Linked DNA regions of Sus scrofa: region 2 is linked to region 1. Evidence: chromatin contacts called from public HiChIP or PLAC-seq data. All regions are on one chromosome and are shown on one strand. Each heading gives the region's core, a stretch centred on a gene start, on an enhancer-like site or on the middle of the called end of the contact. The rest is flanking DNA. Distances are from core to core; before and after follow the strand shown.

Region 1 (6,897 bases), core at 1,197-3,696:
AACAAACCCGACTAGGAACCATGAGGACGTGGGTTCGACCCCTGGCCATGCTCTGTGGGTTAAGGATCCAGTGTTGCTGTGAGCAGGTCACAGATGTGGCTCGGAGCCAGTGCTGCTGTGGCTGTGGCCTAGGCCGGCAGCTACAGCTCCGATTTGAGCCCCAGCCTGGGCATTTCCTTATGTCACACCTGCAGGAAGGAAGGAAGGAAGGAGGAACTCATCCTTAACCATCAGACAAATGTGAATCCTGGCTACATCACAGGAAGCAGTGTGACCTCGGGCAAGTGTCTTTGCTCCTCTGTGCCTCCTTACTCTCCTCATTTGCAAAATGGAGACGATGCTGCAGCTGCCGCTGCTGCTGCTGCTGATGACGAGACACTGACCGCCTAGATTCGGGAAGCCTGCACGGGCTGAGGGCTAATCGTGGGGGAGCACAGGGACACGCCTGGCATGGAGGAGGGCCCTGGGCACTGAGACGCTCTCACTGGCTCTGGCCGGGACCCTCTTCGACTCCCGGCCCCAGGGAGACACTGCTTCCCAGCGTCTTCCTGCCCCGCCAGCCTCCTCCCTCCCCTGGGCTTCGGCAGCTGCGGGCTTGGCCGAACCTCCCTCCCCACGTCCTCGCCTGGCCGAGCTGACCTCCGCCTGCCTGACCTCCACATCCGTGCCCGGGCGTGCTGCCCACCCCAGCTTCCAGAACGGGGCCAAGGGTGGAAACGCTGCCTGGCAGGAGCTCAGCAAGGGGAGGTTTCCACGCGGGCGCTCCCCCCACCGCCCGGAGTCCCCTGGTTTGCTGTCACGCTGCTGTCCTGACCCCTTCTGCCTCCACACCGTGTCAGGCTGACAACAAGAGTGGCCGTTTGATGGGCACCCGTTGCCTTTCCAGCTCTGTGCTCAGACCGCCTCTCTGTGTCCCCCTCAGAGAAGCCGGGGCTCAGGGTCTGCTCTCCCCCAGCCCCGTGGCCCCTCCCCGCCTTTCCCAAGGGAATAGTCCAAGTTAACCGTGTGTTGCTGTGAAGATGAGCAGCGCTAGATGTGCCACAGGAAAGAAAGAGGGAGAAACGGACAAGCGTGTGAGCCAGTGACCAGCCCCCCAGGTTTGCCCAAGACTAAGGGCTTTCCCGGGGCAGTTTCATTGCTCAGGCTGGGAGAGTCCCTGGCAAATGGGACGGCTGGTCAGCCCAGTCATTCATGACATCCAGGACCTCAGAAGTGGCTCAGAAACCAAAGTGACCCTTTTGGGGAAGCTACTTAACTTCTCTGAGCCTCAGTTTCCTCATCTGTAAGATGGGCATAGACCTCACAAGAAAAGGATCAAACGCACGGAGCACTCCTCCAGCAGTGCCCGTCGCCCTGTGAGCCTCTCAGATGTCACCGTCAGGCCCTGGAGGGGCTCTGGGCCCCGAACCATCGGCCCCCGGGGGCAACCCCACCCACTGCCAGCCGCAGCCCCCGCTGCTCACAGAGCCTCAGAGCCTCATCTGTCCAGCCGGTTCGGGGCGGGGGAGGCTAATGCAGTGACAGAACCTTGCTTTTCGGGTCCAGACCCTCAGGCCCCCTCCCCTCTGCGAGTTCACCCTCTCCCAGTCTTGGGGAAGAAGAAAAAGAAGAAGGAGCCAGCTGGCTCAGAAGACTTTGCCTGGACTCCGCTGACCAGGCCTTGCGGGTAAAGGCGGCATAATTTCTGTGTCAAAGGAAGCGATCCGGATGTTAAGACTCAGACCGGCTGGAAAACCCCAGACCCTCCGTTCCTCACCACCAGACAAGGAAGTCTCAGCTGATCAATGGTGGAAGGTTCTCGGTGAGGGAGGCAGGGATGGGCAGGCCAAGAAAAGAAGTGACAGAAGCGTCCCGGCCTCGGGGCCTCAGCGCAGGGTCTGAAAGGCTGATGGCCAGCGCACCTGTTCCCCCCGTGATGTCTACAGGCATGGGGTGAGGTGGGCAGGCATTGTCCTTTGGTTGGTAGAGGGCACACAACCCAGCATCTCCTATAGAACATCAGGGGCCCCCATCTCACTTATGGTGACCTCTGAACCCAGCTGGGGTCAGAGCAAAGTCCAAGCCACACCTGGATCCTGCTGCCCCGCTGCCGGGGCCCAGGGTGTGTTCCTGGCTTCCCCTCCCAGGCCCTGCCTGTCTGGCCCCACGGAAGAGGAACCGTGGTCTCAAAGCCTTTACATGAAGGTCAGTGGCTCGGATGTTGCTATTTTTTAATGTTTATTGAATGCCCAAGGCATGTGAGCCCGGGGAGAGAGCAGGGGTGCACAGAGTGGGAGGGGCGGGGGGGGGGGGGGGGAACGCTCTGCAGATAAACACATGTGTGCATTCCAGAGCTCTGAGGGAAGGTACCCCAGCCCCCTGCGGGAGCGGCCTTGCCCACACTGTCACCTTCAGGGCCGTTCCAGAAGTTTCCACTCCAGGGCTTGGCGACAGGAGGAGCCAGAGCCTGAGGACCTCCTGGCTGCCTCTGCGGTTCAGCCACCAGCCCCAGCCTGCCGCCACTCCCCCTGCCTTGCTCTGCTCCCAGGCCTCTCCTGGCTCCCTTCACTGCGGGCGCTCAATAAAGAACAGCTGGAGGCAGGGGGCGGCCCTCCGTGGTCTTCCCAGGCGCCCTAATCTGGGACTCCACCTGTTCTTCCCCCAGGCTACGGGGTGGGGATTTAGTTTGAGTCAGGAGGAAAAGCCATCACCTTTGGGAGAGGCCTGGGGGTGCAGGGGGAGGGGCCGGCAGAGCTAGGGGTGCAGGGACCAGCCTGGAGAGATGCCGTCCTGGGTTTCCACGCCTTGAACCTTCCAGCTCACCTCTCCACCTGCCCCAGGGGTGCACTCACCTCCTGGGCACAAGGGAAACACACCCGGGGGCGGGGAGGAGCTGGCAGCCCCCGAGCTTTCTGGTGTATAGACTAACGGCTCTGGGTTCACACGCCGCTCTACCCCGACCTGGGTCAAGTCACTTCTCCTCTGCATCTTCGTTTTTTCACCTGGAAAGTACAGGGCTGGGGTGGGAAGGCTTTGCACCGCTCCTTCCAGCTCCCGGATTCAGCCACGTGGGCGGCGGAGGAGGGTGTGACGGGAGGGCCGCCGGCGGGAGCCTCCCGTGAGAAACGCTCGCTCAGGTCTCATTACTCATCTCGCGAGGCCACATCCCCTGGGTTGGGCACCGAGGCCCCACCCCCCAGGCCTTCATCCTTCACTTGCCAGTGACTCACGGCCCTGGGGACAGGGCATCATGAGCGCCCCTGCCAGCCAGCGCCCCGCGCCCCATCCCCAGGAGCCGCTGCTGGGAGCTGCCGGGCCGTCAGCTGTTCCTGAGCCACAGATGCTCCTTGAGTTACCAACCCGAGAGGACATGGAAAATGAAACAGGAGATGCGGTGAGCGGGGCCAGAGGGCTCCCGGGCGGCTGTGGAAAGACGGCCCAGCCAGAGTGACCGCGTTCTGTATTGGTTCTCTCGGGAAGACTTATATGGTTAGGAAAAGAGCCTCTTCCCATCACAAGACACAGCCCTGCTTTTCCGCAGCTCCACCAAAGCACCACCCCACCAACTGCAGACGTTGCCAGGCCCCAGAAGTGCCTGACAATGGCATGTCAGCGTCACAGCTATTTTTCCCCAAGCGCCTCACAGGAGGTGGGGAGCAGAGCCGCAGCGAGGCCCCCCCACGGCAGGGGAGTGTTCCCAGGGCCACCCAGCCGGCCACTCAGCAAGCAGGTGGCCTTCCTGGAGCCCAAGCCATGCGGCCTCTGCCCAGGGAAGCAGTCAGGGCAGCCGGGCCTGGGATATTTTCAGAAACATAGGGAATTAGGTCCCCCCCTCCGCCACAGCCCCAAGCATTCCCACCACTCTGGACATGGGGGAGCAGCCGGGCGGTGAGACGGCGCCCGGGGAGGGGGGGGAAATCTGGCCCATTGGACCTGAAGTCACGTGGCCGCAGCTAAAAGCCTGCTGCTGCCCAGCGCTGGGGCTGACAGCCCTGGCCTGGATGCGCTGGGGAATGGGTTTCGCGAGGTTGGATCGAGTGGCTGCTTTCCTGGAAGCCGGGCTTCTGGTTGCTAAGGCTGATAAGGCGGGCGGGGAAATGCTACCCCTGGCGCTCCTGGGAAAACACTTTGACATTGAAGAAGAGCTGGGACATGTTAACGGCTGAGAAAAAACAGCGCAGGCCCGGCTCAGCGGCTGCCCGACCAGCCCTGCGGAGGCTCCGATTAGCAAGTCAGGGCAGCAGCCAATCCGACGGGGCGGGCTCTGGAGGCTGCAGGACAGAGGTCCCCAAGGTCACACCACCCAACAGGGCCCCAGTGCGCCCTGTCTTCCGCCAGGTCCCCCAGGAGCGGCCCCCACTCTGGTGGCGTGGCCATGCACTGCATGGGCAGTCAGCTGCCCGGGGACGTGACCCCAGGCTCCAGCCCCTGGACACTGGACATGCGCCGATGCCCCAGGACCCCAGGCTGCTGCTAAGGAGAACGAAGGGGCTCTGCGACCGGGCTCGGGACGGCCCTGAGCGGGGCACAGTCTGCACCGGCACATGTGGCCAGAGGGGCAGCGCCTTGGTGCCCCCAGATGGCAGTTCTGGGCTGGGGTTGGGACCAAGGGGCAGCCTGCAAAGGGAAATGGTCCTTGGGCCGAGAGCCCGGGCCAGCCTGACTTGCACAGATTTCTGCGCTGTGACAAGCAGCCCCGTAAGGAGGTGGCTTTACATCTCTTCTCACCCGCCTGAGTGCAGCCCAGGGCTCGGCCCTCGAGTGGGAGGCTTGAGTGCCCCCTCGTTGCTGCTCCCAGGACAGCCAGGAACCCTTCGACACCACTAGTGGTTTTACTTCCCTTCTGACCTCACTGGGGGTATCCGCGGGGTCTCAGGAGAGGAGGAGAGGGAGCCCTGAGCTCAGGGTGCGAGATCCACCCCGCCCCTGCCCACCCCCCATTCTGCCCTGTAAGTTGTCCTGGGAGCCTGGATGCCAGTTCATCTCCCCTCGGCATCTGCTTCTGCTCCAACCGTGGAAGTGCAAGCCGACGGGCCCCCCGGTACTTCCCCATGATTCTCTCATCACCACCGACGCGCCCCAGAGACCTGACTGCACCCAGGGGAGCGTGGGAATGATGGAGGGAGGGGAGAGAAAGGACTGAGAGTCTGAGAGACACCACGGGACAGTGGGGACTCGGGGGTGACGCAGGGGGCAGCCACTGGACAGAGGCCCCGGGGCTGTGTGTGAGGAAGGATGGAAAACATAAAGTCAGATAAATACAATTTTTTTAAAGATTTAAAAGAGCATAATGGAAGATTATATGAGAAAAAGAATGTATATATATATATGACTGGGTCCCTATGCTGTACAGCAGAAGTTGACACAACCGTGTAAGTCAACTATACTTTAATAAAAACAAAATAAAGCGGAAAAAGACTGAAAAATGAGGAAAAAAACCGACCAGTTGGAAATGAGGCTATGCAGAAAATCCCCCACCTATGATAGTTCAGCTTAATGATTTTTCGACATGAGCGTGGTACAAAAGCAATATGAATTCAACAGAAACAGTACTCCAAATTTTGAATTTTGATCTTTTTCTCGGGTAGCAATATGTGACCTATGCTCTCTGTGGAGGCCAGCCAGCCCCGCGATGGCTAGGGCAGACAGCCAAAACACCGACCGCCGTTCTAGAGCCAGACAGCCGTTCTGCTCTGCACTTGCAGTACAACAGGCCACCAATTTCATGAGCTGTTGGATGCTGTATTATAAAATAAGCTTTGTGTTAGATGATTTTGCCCAAGTGTAGGCTAATGGAAGTATCCTGCGTACATTTAAGGTAGGAGAGGCTAAGCTATGTTCAGTAGGTTAGAGGTGTTAAATGCATTTTTGACTTAGGATATTTTCAATTTACAATGGGTTTACTGGGATGTAACCCCACCATAAGTCAAGGGGAAAAAATAGATATAAACATATCTATATATACACATAAATATACATATATACACGTATGTATCATAAACTACATACATACACAGAAATATGTGAACACAAGAAATTTTTACAAGAGGCACATATTTCCTTAGAGCAGTCATTTTTTATTCCAGAAATCTAGTAGGAATAAGCGTTTTGCAAATTTAAAGTATTCTAAACGGCAAATAACAATTATAAAATAGTAGCATTAAGAGTATTGAGCAGCAATCTCTAAGCTTCTTTGTCAAGAAAAAATGTTACACCATACCAGTAGATTGATATTACTGTACTGATAAAATGTATACACTTGCCTCCATATTAATTTATTAGAAACATGACTTAAAATAGAAAATTCAATCATATAGAAATGTATTGATTGATCATATGAAAATTGCAAAAGTAATACATTCTTTCTGAGAGCAGTGTGGCTGAATAATTATTTTTTTGAAACCTGGCTTCGTATTTTGTGATACAGTGATCTGAATGTCCTCTTGATGCTTGAGTTTAATGACTGTCATCGATCAAAAGTAGGGCTTCTGGAGGGATGTAAAGTCTAGACAGGCATCTTGGTCCCCATTTTTCATCATCAATACTTCCGAGGCAAAGGTTTTACTGAAATTTGGCTGAGGAGCATCCGTCTTCCCGAATGCTGATTGCTTGTTAGAAATTAATCAGGGAGTTCCCGTTGTGGCGCAGTGGTTAACGAATCCGACTAGGAACCATGAGGTTGCGGGTTCGGTCCCTGCCCTTGCTCAGTGGGTTAACGATCCGGCGTTGCCGTGAGCTGTGGTGTAGGTTGCAGACGCGGCTCGGATCCCGCGTTGCTGTGGCTCTGGCATAGGCGGTGGCTACAGCTCCGATTAGACCCCTAGCCTGGGAACCTCCATATGCCGCGGGAGCGGCCCAAGAAATAGAAACAACAACAACAACAAAGACAAAAAAAAAAAAAAAAAAAGAAATTAATCA
Region 2 (6,897 bases), core at 1,632-4,131, 240 kb after region 1:
TTGTCATTGCTGTGGTTTGGGCTGCTGCTGTGGCACCAGTTCAGTCCCTGGGGCTGCGTACTGTGGGCATGGCCAAAAAAAAAAAAACCAAAAAACAATAAAACGTGGCTGTAGCCCTTTACCTTCCCACTAGCACTGTGCGAGGGTTCCATTTCTCTACTTCTTAAATGACACTTATTATTATCTGTCCTTTTATAATTTTTTTTTTTTCCTTTTTGGCTACCCCACAACATATGGAAGTTCCTGGGCCAGGGATTGAGTCCTAGCCACAGCTATGGCAATGCCAGATCCTTTAACCCACTGCACTGGGTGGAGGATCGAACCTGCGCCACCTCTGTAGAGACCTGAGCTGTTGGATTCTTAACCCATTGTGCCACAGTGGGAACTCCTTATCTGTCTTTTTAGTTACAGCTGTCCTAGTGGGTGTGAAGTGGCATCTCATTGTGGTTTTAATAGCATGTGTCTTTTTACCTATTAGATGTTCAATAGATATTTGTTGGATCAATGATATTTATACATAATATGAACAGACCTTTGGATGGGCCATTTGACTTCCAAGTTTATGAATGAGCTAGAGAAGTTGAACAGAGAGCTCAGTATCATTAGATTTTTTTTTTTTTTTTTTGCCTCTTGGGGCCACACCTGCAGCATATGGAAGTTCCCAGGCTAGGGGTCAAATCAGCTGCAGCCTCTGCCACAGCCACAGCAACATGGGATCCAAGCCAAGTCTGTGACCTCCGCCACAGCTCATGGCAACACTGGGTCTTTAACCCACTGAGCGAGGCCAGGAATCAAACCTGCACCCTCATGGATACTAGTCAGGTGTGTAACCTGCTGAGCCGCAGCGGGAACTTCCAGAATTCAACTTTCCAAAGTTACTTTAGACTATCTTCTCTCTTTTCAGTTGCCAGTATGACAAGGTGACATTATAAAGGGGATTTTTTCCTGAAAATCCATGGACATTTGCAGGTTCAAATGTATCTTATGGAATAAACTAAATTACCAGCAAAATCCCAACTTTGCTACGGTTCCTACTCAAAACCTACCACGGAACGGGGAGACCAGGAAAGGTGACTCCTGAATAGGGCCGTGGGGTGGGGGCCGGGGGGAGGCTCAGAAAAATGCAACTGCTGAAGTTTCTCTGGGTTGGGTTTTCCTCAGTAAACAGCAGACCCTGGGAAACACAACAGGTTCTGAAAACTTCATTTTGATGACTCTGGACGTCAGAGACACAGCCAGCTGAATCCGTTCCCTCTTGCACAGCTGATTATCTCAAGTCAGGAGGTAAGGGTCCAAACTGCTTTTGCGTGGTTCTAGAGAGTTCTTTCTTGGCCAGAACCCATCCATTCAGACCATTCCTAGGTAGACACTTCTGTCTGCAGCCCTGAAAACCAGAGTTCCACTGAGTGCTGCAAATTAAAGGCCCGTGATTGGGCTTACAATTGTGTATGGTGTGCAAGTGCATTCAGAGGAGCTGGCGTGGAACAGGGTCAAAGGTCACAGTAAATAGATAGTAGCCAGCTCTCTGTATGTATAACACCGTCCTGTTTAACAAGTCTCAAACGCCTCTTGCCGCAGCAGTCTTCTCCGCCAGAGCTGAGAGTCATCTTTAGAATTTGGGGAGTGTGTGGCGTTTGTTTTGCACAACCACAGTCACCCTTATCTGTCAGAAGATGTTCCAAAGGCTGACAACAGGCCCCTTTCAGAAGCTCGGTAGGAAAAGTATTAACAGTTGGAAACATGTCAGCTGCTTTATGGAGGAAGCACAGCCCAGGCCTGGTGTCTCTGCGCTCGGTGATAACTTGGGCCGCCCCGGCCAGGGCTCAGCGTGGTGGCTGGAGCCGCGGAGATGGAGAGCAGCTCGGAGGAGGGCCCCTGCTTTTCAGAGTTGAAACAGGAGCCCTCTGAGAGAAAGAGATATTGCATGTGGCTTCCCTGATGCCCCGGAGGGCGACGTGGATGACACAGCATCAGCCCTGCCATTGTGGGGTGGGGACACAGTGGCGGCCCCTTGGGGGCAACGTAGCCTCCGCTTAAGCATCACTTGTGGAGTGTGGGGACGGGAAGGTGACAAAAGCCGAGCGAGTACTGAATTTGCTGTACTGAGAACACGCTTCCCCGGGCAGCAGCCCCAGAGCTAGAAGGACCGGGCCCCGGGAGAGAAACGGCCCGAAGTTGGGGGCGGGGTGAAGCGCCAGTTCCTTAATCTGCTGCCCCATCAATCTACTCGTCCCACCTGGATGCAGGGCCAGGACCGCGTGGAGCGGGAACCGCGCGGGTGGGGATCACCGACCCATCGGCTTCCGAGAGGAAGAGGGGCGGCGCCCGGCCAGGACCCCCCCACCCCCAATGCACCCCCTCCCGGCCTCCGAGGCGCCCCTTCCGCGCCTCCCAGGCACCACTGCCTTTCCCCCTCCTTGGTTAAAATAGTGAAACAGCCACGAAGTAAAGTGATGGAAAGCCGGGGGGCGGAGAGTCGCCCGCAGTGAGGGCCTAGAGGGGAGGGGGGCGCGGTGGTCCAAGACCGTAGCAGGCGGGCGGTCGCTGGGCGGGTCGGGATCCCGCTCAGCTGTGGCCGCCGAGACCTCCCCCCCACCCCCCGGCGGCTCGGCCCTCCCTGGCCCGGGGCGCCTGCGGAGGGCGTGGGGCAAACCTGGGGCTGCGGTGGGGGTGGGGTGGGGGACTGCACCTCCATCCATCCCGGGATGGAAACGGCGGTCATCCGGCTAAAATCGGGGCGGGGGCTGCGGTGGGGACCGGCGGGTACCGCGGTCCCCCCCCACCCCCAGGCCGAACGCCGCCGCCGCGGCCGCCGCCGCTCTGTAACACGTCCCCAGGAGACTCGCAGGAGCAACACGTGATGTGTCTACTTATCAGGGTGAGAGGGGGAGAGCGAGTCTCCGAGCGTGCGGGCGAGGAAGCGGGGCGGGGGGCCGAGGCGGGGGCCGGGACGACGACTGGGGCGCCGGGGTCGCCAGCTCGTCGCCCACCTCCCTCCCTGTGGGAGAAGAGGAGGAGGGGAAGTGACTGCGGAGTTGATGAACTTTGCACATCCAGAAACGCCATTTTGATTCCTTTTCCGGAACAAGTTTGCATCTCTCCTCGTTCTCTCCCCGAAGCCCACCGGTCCCTACTGCATCATGCCTGGGAGCCAAGCGCCCTGCCCCGCCGTGAGTACGCGCCCCGGGTTCGGGCTCGCGGTCCTTGGGTGGCAGCGAGATGTCTGGGGCTGAGCGGGAGCGACCTTTTAAAGAACTTTTGGGGATGGGGAGGGTGAAGTCTGCAGTGCGCGTTGTACTTTTTAAACTCAGCGTTTCCCGGAGCCGTGGACCCGAGCGCCCCACGCCGCGCTACGTGCGCTCGGGACAGTGGGGCCGGCCCGGGATGAGCTGGGCAGCCCTCTCCCCTCGGGCTGCGCGCCGGGCCGCTCCTCCTCCTCCTCCTCCCCCTCCTCCTCCTCCTCCTCCCCTTCCTCCGCTCCTTTTCCCCTTCCCGAGCTGCCGGCTCTGCCAACCAGCTCCCAGAGCGAGCAGCCTGGGCTGCCGCTGCGCCGCGCCGCCAGGATCTGATGCGCATCCATATTAGCCGTCCGAGCGCAGGAATCCGGCCCGACCCGCGCCGCCGCGCCCGCCGAGCAATTTATTTTTAACCAGCACCGCCGGGACTCGGATGGTGCGCGCACCGCGGGCCAGAAACATCTTCCCAGCGCTGCTCTCCATCTTCCGCCCTCTCTCCCCCGACATCCTCCCCCCCATGTGGGAGGGGAAACTTTTCTCCTACATACTTTCGAGTCCCTCTCGGGCCGAGGAGCACGGAGATGACGGCGCCCGCCCGCCGCCGCAAGGTATCCGGGGGTGCCCGCTCGGGGTGCCCGCCTGGGGTGCTGGCTCGGGGGTGCTCGCAGGGGCCGCGCGGTGGGAGCATCCGCCGCGCCCTGCTCTGCGGACTTTGATCCTCCCCGGCGGACGGCGCCGGCCCGGAGGGGGGCCGCGGGCAGCCCTGCGCCCTGGCCGTTCCCAGCTCGTGGCTGGTGGTCACGCCGACCACCGCCCCCGGGTGACCGGGCGAGGAGGGGCCGGGGCGGGGGCCGCGTCCGCGCGTATTGTTTCCTTGCCCTTCCGTTGACGGTGTACGTGTTTTCGTGGGAGCTATCGGTGTGGAGCGGAGCCTGCATCGCGGGAGGGGGGGGGGGACCTCGGCGCCCGGCGCCGTCACGAGCACAGGAAGGAGGCCGGGAGCATCCGAGGCGGGGCCGGCCGCCGGGGCCCGCTTCGCCGCCCAGCTGTGGAGCGCGCTCGGAAACTTTTGTCCGCCGCCCGCTGGACCAATTTTTCGCAAGTTGTGGGGCTTCCCTGCCTCCTCCCATCCCGGCCGGCAGCGCCGAGCAGGGGCGGGGGGCGGCAGTGTCGAGGGCTGGGGACCCCGTGCGCCCCCCCCAACCCCGGTCTCGGCCCGGCCCCCCGCGCCCCCTCCTTGCTCGCGGTCTCTTAGGAAACTGCGACCTTAATGGTTGCTAAGGAGCAGGGGAGGTCCTTCCCGTCGCCGGCCCCCTCCCTGGAAGCGGCGTGTTTTCTGGACGGGACCGAGGGTCGCGTCCAGGATGTGGGGACTCGCTCCCCGCCGCCCGCGGGGCCCGGGAGGCGCGTGAGTGCGGGGCGCGGCGGCCGAGCCCTCTTCTCGGCGGGGCCACTTCTTTTTCCGGCGGGGTCGGGTGGGGGGGGCGAGGAGGGGCGCGGGGACCGGCCGGAGGACGGGCGGGTTGACAGGCGCCGCGTGCAGCTCGCGTCCAGCGTCCGCGGTGCATCCGTGATGGGTTATAAAAGAGGAGGAAAGTATTTCTCCTTGCTCAGCAGATTTTGCCCTCCCTCGCTCCTTACTGGTTAGAAGATAGAACGTGAGCCCAGATCCGGACGAGCAGTTCACATTCCATTACGAAATTCTACACGGCTTCAGAGCCAGCAGCAGCACACATTCGGGGCACTTTGGCGTGTTTTCGGCTTCTTTCGGGGGGTTAATGGTGGCGGAGAGAGACAGAAGGGTGAATAAAAAAATATACTTTCGGGGTATGCTGAGAAACCTGTCCCAGGGTTTTCATCAGCAGAAAAATTCCCCTTCCTTCTTGTGGTAGAGTTTAGATGTAAAAGCCAGGGAAAATAAAGTTTGCCTGTTTGATAGGGATGCTGGAAATAGCGCGGTATTTCTGTCTTGAAGAGGAAGACTTGAGATGATTTCTGCAAAGTCTGAGCTGTTAATGTGCATCCCGTATTTTTGAGGTCGTTTTAGATATTCAGTGGGGTCTGTGCCTGCGTGCGAGTGTATTCTGAAATAAGTTTAATTGATGTGGAAAGTGGAGAAAAGGGAACTGCAAAGAAAAGAATGGTTTTTGTTTTGTTTCTGAGTTTTTCGGGGGTTTTTCCTTCTTCTCCTCATCGCCCTTAAAAGCATCCTCTAGATCTAATGCTTTTCGAGTTAGGCAGGTATGGTTCTAAGACGTAATGTAACCCGGAAGTCTTAAGTTAGAGGCTGAAACTTCTCTTTTTCTCTCTTGCTTTCTTGTTTTTAAACGTTTAGGTATTTTCTTTCTTCAAGAGTCACACAGAACTTTTGAAGGAATGGGTTCAAATTATTCTTAAAGTAATTTATGCAAAGGTGAATCACTAATTTTAGTGTTTGTTTTTTTTTTTTTTTTTCTTTTCTTTTCTTTTACCTTTGCCCTTTGGAGGGAGCTCCTGGGTACCCGGTGATGGATCCTGCTTTGATGTGTTTTGAGCTTTGGTTACACTGATGAATTAAACATTTGAATGGCTTTTATCAAGTTTTAAAATGTGTGAAAAAAACACCTTCCTTCCCACCCCCCCCCAACCCCTTTTACAAAAGAAAGGGAGAGCCCTTTGATTTAGTTATTGTTTACCTTGTGGTCCATTTTAGGTTGTTAATGAACTTGCCCTGTTTTATCATTCTTAAAAATAGTGCTCAACAGGTTGTGTGTTTGTTAGGATGTTCAGATTTGCTGGTTATGTGAGACTGTCGAGAAATGCTGCTGCCATTCACAGCTTTGTGGCATAGCATTCTCTGGGTTTTTCTCGATGCCGTTTTCTGTCTCTTGAGAAATTCAGAGCCTCAGCCCTCATGGCAGACAGGTGTTTGTTGTGTGGTGGGGAAGGTGGGTCTGACTCAGCCGGCACAGGTGGTGCATCCATTCCTAACTATTGACGTCATCAAACAATGACCTTTTGATGGAAGGGTCTTTTATTACCGATTTTTTCAGGCAGCCTCCTGATGTCTCATTTGCAGCCAGCATAGGTACAGAATGTGGGAGGAGGACAGCAAAGCTGCTTAGGCTGCATCCCAACAACAGTTGTTGATTGGTTACCAGTTGTCTGTCCCCGGCCCTCTTAGATAGTTGCCATTTTGTGGCTTGCATTTCTCCTCCTCAGTTTTGAACTGCTGTGCTGGTCCACTTCCTGAGATCAGTTTGGAACTTTTTTTGCTGCCTGTCTTATGCTCCGTTGTTAACATCATGTACCCTTTTTCAGCAAAGGAAGTGTTCTGGTTAATGAAGAAAAATTCCACCCTTTGGAGGTTTTATGTGACGTAATTAATATAAATTTAAGTCCTACAAAAATTGGTTAAACGTGCTCGCTGGACATAGTCAGAGGTGCACGCTTTTGATGCTTCTATTCATTATCCTTCTGAAAAGTAGGTGGTGCTTAAAAGGTCATAGGATAAGGGTTGCTAAGCAGCTAAACAGAAGGATGCTAAAATTAACCAAAGCATTTTTGAAAGGGAGTCTCTCCTGTTTTACATTGTTTAACTAGATTTAATTAATTTCTGAATCTTCCATGGCCTTTGACCTAGGAAAACAGGATGTTAAGTTTGTTTTGTTTTTGTTATCAT

The links. HiChIP or PLAC-seq counts read pairs in DNA pulled down with a chosen protein or histone mark.
Region 2: an H3K27ac HiChIP or PLAC-seq map of skeletal muscle shows a contact between it and region 1. The contact joins the promoter of RREB1 here to the enhancer-like site in region 1. A contact is called at or near these places in 2 of 5 promoter capture datasets (fetal skeletal muscle and liver), 3 of 47 Hi-C or Micro-C datasets (heart right ventricle, liver and skeletal muscle) and 2 of 2 datasets of contacts at active chromatin or transcription factors (alveolar macrophages and skeletal muscle).

Annotation. Positions count from the first base shown.
Region 1 is chr7:4,270,680-4,277,576 of Sscrofa11.1, forward strand. No RefSeq gene overlaps it. Among named protein-coding and RNA genes, the nearest start is that of LY86, 170 kb to the left of the region's middle. Within about 2 kb of position 2,447, at least 44 of the 83 cell types and tissues checked have an H3K27ac peak or open chromatin away from gene starts, as enhancers often do. A contact at or near this core is called in fetal skeletal muscle and skeletal muscle, where this site is marked.
Region 2 is chr7:4,509,405-4,516,301 of Sscrofa11.1, forward strand. RREB1 (ras-responsive element-binding protein 1) reads left to right here and starts at 2,882. Exons shown (of 16, transcript XM_005665552.3): 1 at 2,882-3,170.